Regions from separate parts of the Sus scrofa genome. Here region 2 is linked to region 1. A link is a contact called in public HiChIP or PLAC-seq data. All regions are on one chromosome and are shown on one strand. The core of a region is the stretch at or near the end of the contact, and the rest is flanking DNA. Distances in the headings are between cores, read along the strand shown. Region 1 overlaps TES (testin LIM domain protein). Region 2 has its middle 22 kb from the start of TFEC.

Region 1 (4,003 bases), core at 595-3,094:
ACATGTGTTTTTAGGCACCAAGTGTTTCTACAGGAAATACTATATCATGTTTGCTGCTGAAATAATTATGGGCAACAGAACTGTGTCGTATCCCTTAGAACTTTTTTTCTTATAAGTACTTTATAAACTACTCTCCCAAGCTGAATTCCATATGATTCTGACCTTTAAGAGCCAATAATATTTTAGCTTTCTCAAATAATTATTTTTAGTTTAGTGTTTAAATGTTGAATAGATGACCATGTTGTATAATATCTAAGATGAAGTTAATCTGTAACATAATTTTTGTCATAATTTTTGAATTAAAAGGCATCCTAGAATTCAATTCCTTTCATTACCTAGATGGAGCCCAGAGAAGAAAAATGACTTCTAAAAATCATTGGACTTGGCAGTGATACTTTAGGACCAGATCAGTTTTCCTGACTTTCTTCCAATGCTTCCTACATTTTCACTGTTCTCTGATTAGCCATGTAATTCTTGATAATTTCCTTAATACCTGGTATAGCTAATTCTCATGTCATATTACATATGAGCACACAGATCTTGGTGTTTATATTAGTCCAAGGATCTGAACTTCACTTTCTAAACAGCTAGGCTGCCTTAATTGAGGAGCTAATACTTTCTGGGCCCCGCTTCCTCTCTACCAACTGCCCCCTCTTTCCACACCCACACCATGGGTATCATTAAATAACACTTTCCCTGTCCTTAACCCTCATCAAGAATTCTCCAGCTTAGAAACTAACCTCTAAGATCTGGATGTCTAAGAGTAACACCATGGCTCTTGAGGAAAGGAGAAGGACCATGACCAGAGGATGCAAACCTTGCTGCAGGTAAAGGGAAGGAGGAAGTATAATAAGAATTCTGGGTCCTGGACTTAAGGGAATCCTGAGTACAGGCTAGGAAGAGAAATTGTCTGAGCCCTTAGGACAGATGGGATTTCAGACCTTCAAACTGAAACCAGGAAGAGTTGGGGAGTCCCAGCTCATGTGACCTCTGCCTCAGAGGGTCCGGGAATGGGTCTTGAGAAACTGCCAAGGGAAGCTCTGGCTCTGAGTAGAATTAGTACATTTTACTTCATTTGGTGTATGTTTGACTTGTGAAAGGGAAGATAGCAGATGCCTAGATGCCTAAATTGGGGTGGGAACAAAAGCAGAAGAAAGTTGCCTTTTACCAGTAGAGATATGTCTGCTGGGCTGCAATTTTATCATTTTAACTGGATTGAACAGGATTAGAGAACATATTGCACTCTGAGTTCTAACTCAGTGTGGAATGAGGCACGTCTACAAAAGGTTGGAGTGTGAACCTCAGATATTTGTTGTTCGAGTCAGAGCCTTTGTGGTTTTGTACCCTAACAGAGGTTGATAAAGAGAGTAAGATTATGGAAGAAGTTCCCATCCAGTAAATGGTATAAGTTAGGGATCATCTGTGCTGGGTTTAATAGCTTCATTTGAAAGCTATATAATCATTTTTCTTAATGAAATCCCCCTAAGAAAAGTAATTTCTTTGCCAGCATGAAACTCTCTCCAATCGCTTTAGCTGCTGACAGTGGTTTTGAAAACTAGGTGCTTTTTCCATTTGCATGTTTATTTTTAATTAGACCTGCTTCCATTGGGTTATAGCAGCAGAGAGTGTATCATATTGCCAAGACTTCATTCCACTCTCTTTCATTTACTAGTTGTCTCTTAGTGATATTTTCAGAGTCCCCACACTCCTTAGTCTGAGCACTTGGGGAAGAGGAAATTGTGTGTTTGGAAAGTTGGGAAGGGACAGATTCTTCAGGTGGTCACAAACCCAAGCTGTGCTGGAAAGAGCCTGTGCGGAGATTAAACTGACCTTCAGGCAGGCCAGATGGAGTGGAGAACACTGCAGCAGTGCATTCCGAGCTTTCCAGGCAGACTGCAGAGCTGTTTTCTCAAATTTCTGCTTTTCTCAGTCGAGTTTCCTGGTCTCCTTGAGGGTCCCCCTGAGGTTTGGCTAGCAGAAATTGAGAGGGCCTCTTTCCCCAGATCCCCACACCTCCATTGTCTGTACGGATTTTCTCTAGAGTGTCTTCCTTACAGTTTCATCCTCTCTCTGGGAATGTGTTCTCTTTTAAACCTGGTGGCCTAAGGCATGGTGCCAAATGTTTCAGCAGATTTATTTCTGCCTTCCGAAAAGAAAAAGGGGGGAGGAGGAAATTCCCTGCTACAAGGCTGGCTCTGTCACTTCTCAAATGCTGTAAGATGTTCTAGGCTCTAACCATACCTTTTCTGCCACAGGCTTCAAATATGGTATCCCCGCTGCCTTGAATGTACTTCCTCTTCCTCTTTATTGAGTTAGATGCTGCTCATCCTTTCCAGCTCAATTCAAGTATCACTTGTTCAAAAGAACTTTCCCAACATCCTTGCCTGACTCAAGGCCTCCATTCTAAAACTCTCAAAATCATTTCCACTGTGAGTTGTCACAAGAGGCTTGGAGCTTGTGGTCCTGTTCCTTGAAGCTGAAATGAGCCAGCACTGAAGGGCTCCCATTGGACACTCATAGAGTCTGTCGCAGCAGCACTGTGCAGCACAAGGCAGACACTGGGTTTTAGGTTAGCTTACTGTTAACTAGCCGTGTGACCAAGAGCAAATCATCTCTCCTGGATTTTAGTTTCCACATCTCTAACATCAGGGATGGATGCCTAGGGCTGTCCAGCACTAAGAATATGTGAGACACTTTTAAGGGTTAATGTTCATAAAACATCACTGGTTCTAATAATTCTAACAAATAAACTGATAGCTGTTTTTAGAAGATAAAAGAGGTAGGAAAGAAACTACTTACCCCTTTCCAAGGCTGACTTTATAAATCAGCAGTGAGCTACACTGAAGCCTTAGTGTAAAACCTTTGCTGACTAATTGAAGTGCCTAATTATATTAGTTGAGCTTCCAAGTTTCATTCAGAAATAGAGAATGAGATGGTGTGGTTTCAGTATGTTTCTGTAGTTTATAAAGGCCAGTGTTATTCAGACCAGGTGATTCAGATGTTAAGGCTGGTGTGAGTTTAGATGGCCATTTAACTTCGAGGCAAAAGCATACTTAGTTCTCCAAATTATATAAGCCAGTAAATCTTTGTTTCAGAATTTTACACACACTTATATACATACACACACACATGTATGTGTGTGCACGTGCATGTTTTTTGTCATGAGATAAAATGTATTTCTTTTTCTTTTCTTTTTTTTTTTTTTTTTTTTATTTTCCCCCTGTACAGCAAGGGGGTCAGGTTATCCTTAGATGTATACATTGCAATTACAGTTTTTTCCCCCACCCTTTCTTCTGTTGCGACATGAGTATCTAGACATAGTTCTCAATGCTATTCAGCAGGATCTCCTTGTAAATCTATTCTAGGTTGTGTCTGATAAGCCCAAGCTCCCGATCCCTCCCACTCCCTCCCCCAAAATGTATTTCTTACTGTGATTTATATGTAAAGGAGTTTATGATTAAACCTTTTTTTTTTTTTTTTTTGTCTTTTTGCCTTTTCTAGGGCTGCTCCCGTGGCATATGGAGATTCCCAGACTAGGGGTTGAATTGGAGCTATAGCCGCTGGCCTACACCACAGCCACAGCAACACAGGATCCGAGCCACGTCTGCGACCCACACCACACCTCACGGCAACACCAGATCCTTAACCCACTGAGCAAGGCCAGGGATCGAACCTGCAACCTTATGGTTCCTAGTCGGATTCGTTAACCACTGAGCCCTGACAGCCATGACGGGAACTCCATGATTAAACCTTAATAATGTAATTGTAATTTTCATTTGGGATCAGAGCTTAGCAAAAGATGTTAAGGGACATGGTATGCCGACAATCCTTATACCAGGAAGACCCAGGATCGTTAACTCTCCTGTAATGGAAAACTAGAAAGGGCTTGAAGAAGAATTCACCTTTTTATAGAATTGCTGTTCATTTTACTGTGAATATCATAGTAGAGAAAACTCTATGCTCCTTGCAAAAGACCAATCGCAAAAGACCAGAAAACTCAAAT
Region 2 (4,101 bases), core at 1,368-3,867, 37 kb before region 1:
CATAGCTGAGAGATCTGCGGTGTCCTGAAGAGGCAGTTTGGAAAAGAGCTGCTAGAAGGCACTGTAGCTATGTCCTTGATTTCAGTTATAAGAGGAGAAATCAATTAGCAGTAATTACAGTTAGGAGGACAGCGAACTCTTGAAGTCTATTATTAAAAACTTTACACTTCTTTTTTCTATAAATGACACTTGGTTATTTCTTTAAAACAAAATGCATGCCTTAAGTTTCACAGTAGTAATGGTATTCTTCAAGTATAAAAGTTAATCAAAATAATTAATTCCTCAAATGCTGATGCTTACTTATTTTTCAGATACAGTTGATCCTTGACCAAAGCAGGTTTGAACTATGTGGATCCACTTAGATGAAGATGTTTTTCAATAGTAAATAATACAGTACTACACATCAGCAATTGGTTGAATCTACAGATGCAGAACCGGGAATGAAGAGGAACCTCAGATATGGAGGGCTGACTATAAATTATATGGGGATTGAGGACTCCTCAGAGGGTCGGCACCCCAACCCCCACATTGTTCAAAGGTCAGCTGTAGACATCATTACTTCCTTCTTACAAATGAGGAGACTGAAGTTCAGAGAGCAAACTATTTTGATTGAGATCTCAAACCCAAGAAGTACAAAAGCTTGCAATAAAAACCCTGATTCTAAATTTATTGGTTTTCCCATCCTTCCAGAGCCACCATTTTTTTAAGACTACACAGGACATTGATCTCAATGGAAACCAGGTTTTAGGAATAGTACAAGCAGCAGAAGACTGGGTTGAAAGGCTCTAGGCAAAATCCTCCTCCAAAACATTTCACTTACTACCTAACATATTTCTTCATCCTTGCACCTAGGTCAGGAGGAATTTACCTGAGATGAAAGTAATAACAACTTCTGCCCTCCTCATTAGTAATGGATATCAAAACAATATTGGAAGTTTTCCATTGCACAGTACTTATGCCTAGATCCCTCCACCTCCTTATCCCAAATCCATATTTGGTGTGGGAAGGTACTAGCATGCATGTATACTAGAAACCCAGGAGATTTTTAGGTACTTCTCTAATTTAAAAACAACTATCTTATAAGGATTTGTTGATAGAAGGCTGTGAGCAAACTGTATTTTTCCTTTAAAATATATTTGTTATCAATGATATGTCAGGCACTGGAACATACCAATAAACAGGTGGGTCAGGGCTTCTGCCTTCATGGAGCTTATCCCTTATTTTATTAGGCATTACAATTCTGTTCTATCTATGGGAGAGTCAAGCAATGAAAGGTAATAAGGAGACTGAAAAAGGACAAGAAAGGTAAACTATCCATGCCTTAGATATGGAAAATTAATCATAATTTTAAAAAAAGAAAAATAAATATTAAGACAAGAAATAGAAATATTGACTTCTAAAAGTAATTATATTCTAGCTAAATACAGCTTGTATAAGCACAAACTCAACACCCTTGCTATGACAAATGCTAGATATTGTTAAAACATAAACACTGGAAAGAAAAAATGTTTAAAGCTTAGAATAGAGTGCAGGAAAGAACACTGACATAAAATTCAATGAATAGATATTTAGATGCTCAGGGGGAATAAACATCATATGAGAGATAAGGATTCCTGTAGTTCATTAAAAGCTGTTCTCATCTAGCAGCCAATTGAAAATTAGTCATTATAAAATAAAAGTATTAACATGTAAGACTGGATTAGACAAAACCCTAAGAATTGCACACCAATGTTAAATTTTGATTAGCTGGAGCTAACTTGAGACTTTCTTTAATTTCAGAACATCTTCACCCTCAATTTTCACTATTTTAATTTGGTACATGAGGCCCATTGTAATCTGGCCTCCCCCTCTTTTTCAAACCTCATTCCCCCAAATTCCCCACATCTCTTCCCCATTGCATGCCCAGTAATCTGGCCATACTGAACTACTATAGTTTCACAAGTAAGCGATGATCTTTTATGGTTACTTGTTTTGGATACTCTCTTCCCTCTGCTTAGAAAGGTCTTACCTTTATTTTGAAAAAGAAATCAGAATACGTTAGTTCTTTAGAGCTACCATAACAAAGTGCTACAGACTGTGTGGATTATACAATACTTCCTCACAGTTCTGAAGGCTGGAAATTCAAGATCAAACTATTGACAAGGTTGATGGTTTGTAGATGGCTGTTTCTCCCTGTGTCTTCACATTGTCTTCACATCTCTACCCATCTGTGTCCAAATTTCCTCTTCTTCTAAGGACATCAGTCATATTGGGTTAGGGCTCACTCTAATAACCTCATTTAAAAGTAATTATCTCTTTAAAGACTCCAAGTACAGTCACATTCTGAAGTACTGGAGATGAGAACTTCAACCTCTGAGTGTGTAGGGGGAAAACAATTCAGCCCATAATACAAATTCTTACTATATAAATATATAGCTTGCTAGTAATTTCTTCCTTCATCTTGAATCTTTCCATCTAAGGTTTGGTTAGGTTTCCTTCCTCAGAACTCCCAAAGCAGGATATACATTCTCTGTCACATTAAAAGGGTCCATTTTCTGCCGCCTACTCTAAGATACGTCTTTGTTTTCTTCATCCCAGCACCTATCCCTATGATAGTAATTGTGCAAGTCTCCTTGGACCTTTATGCTTTATTGAAGTAGAAGCCCTCTGGCTTGTCCGTATTGTGACAGCATTTCCTGAGACAGGAAATACAGGATTAGCAAACTTGCCCAAGGAGCTTTCTTTTGGCATGCTGAGTTTAAGAGCTATGTAAATGGAAATATCCATAAGGGAATTGGAAGTTAGGGCACAGGCTCAACAGAGAAAACAATTCTCTAAAACTACAATTTGGTAAATGGATGTTATCACTTAGGGAGAACACAAATGAGAAGAGAGACATGAAAAAACCTTTAAGAACAACGAAGTTTTTTTAAAGAGTGGGAGAAAGAAAAATGAAATGGAAAGATCAAAAAAGTAAAGGAGACTTAGAAAAGGTGGTTTCAGTTTCCATTTACAGTGGTTTCCGAACTAGGAAGACCGGAATTTTATGGTGAGCTGTTTTTCCTATATGTTGCCACCAGGGGTCGCCAGCAACCACTGTAACATTTTTTATGCGTGCCCTCGAGTGTATTAGCTTTCATTACAGCATCACAAGGGCTTTTCCAGCAGTGTCATTCACTGAGCAAGAAGACCGGTTGCCTCACAATCCTTATTGGATGCATGACACTTGTTTAAGCTGAAGTTCAGATGAGACTAAAATGAGTCTAAGTGATTCACTGGGCTGTGGTTTACTGAACTCCATGTAGTCTCTTGTATTGGCAACTTTACCACATAATAAATGAATGAAAGGTACTCTCCGTTTTAAGAATTGGGACTGGTTATCTGCCTAGGACACACTGGATACCAACCTACAGATGTTTTAAGGTTTGATGAGTCCTTTAAGCATACTGAAAAAAAATGAATGTTCTAAAAAAATTCATCATGTTATAGCGATTCTAGAAACTACCTTTCTTCTAAAACAAGATGAGAGGAAAAATAACTCTGTACCCTAGAATGATGAGGAAAGGTGAGACTAGATAAAGTTGACAAATGTTTATTTCCTAAACTTTTTCCAGACTTCTAATTATTCCTGCAGACATTATTTCTGTAATGACAACCTCATTATCTCTAACAGTTTATAATGCAATTAAGTTATGTGTATATGTACTTTTATATTGGATAATTAAAGTTTTACTAGCATGAAAATGTTTAATAATACAGAAAAGTACAAATAGCAAAATATCACCCATAGAGTCCCTATATCATTAACATTTTGTCATATTTGTTTCTTCTGGTTTTTTTCTTGAATTATAAATATTCTGATGTTTCAACTTAACTTCTTTAGCATGTATTTGTATAAAATAGGAGCATTCTCCTACTTATTGACAGTACTGTCATGACATCAATAAATTTAGAAAACTAATGTCATCTATTTCCCAGTGTATATTTAAATATCACCTCTTGCCTCCAAAACGTGGTTTATAGCTCTTTATTTTCAAACCAAGAGCTAATTAAGAACCATGATTGTCTTTAGTTGTTACCTCTCCCTTAATCTGAAACAAATTACAACTCCATCTTCCTTTT

What was found. HiChIP or PLAC-seq counts read pairs in DNA pulled down with a chosen protein or histone mark.
Region 2: a contact with region 1 is called in an H3K27ac HiChIP or PLAC-seq map of skeletal muscle. The contact joins two enhancer-like sites. A contact is called at or near these places in 1 of 5 promoter capture datasets (liver), 28 of 47 Hi-C or Micro-C datasets (alveolar macrophages, blood, brain and 14 more) and 2 of 2 datasets of contacts at active chromatin or transcription factors (alveolar macrophages and skeletal muscle).

Annotation. Positions count from the first base shown.
Region 1 is chr18:29,918,177-29,922,179 of Sscrofa11.1, reverse strand. The region is part of intron 1 of TES (testin LIM domain protein); the gene reads left to right. Among named protein-coding and RNA genes, the nearest start is that of TES, 16 kb to the left of the region's middle. Within about 2 kb of position 1,844, at least 20 of the 83 cell types and tissues checked have an H3K27ac peak or open chromatin away from gene starts, as enhancers often do. A contact at or near this core is called in retroperitoneal adipose tissue and skeletal muscle, where this site is marked.
Region 2 is chr18:29,956,312-29,960,412 of Sscrofa11.1, reverse strand. No RefSeq gene overlaps it. Among named protein-coding and RNA genes, the nearest start is that of TFEC, 22 kb to the left of the region's middle. Within about 2 kb of position 2,617, at least 34 of the 83 cell types and tissues checked have an H3K27ac peak or open chromatin away from gene starts, as enhancers often do. A contact at or near this core is called in retroperitoneal adipose tissue and skeletal muscle, where this site is marked.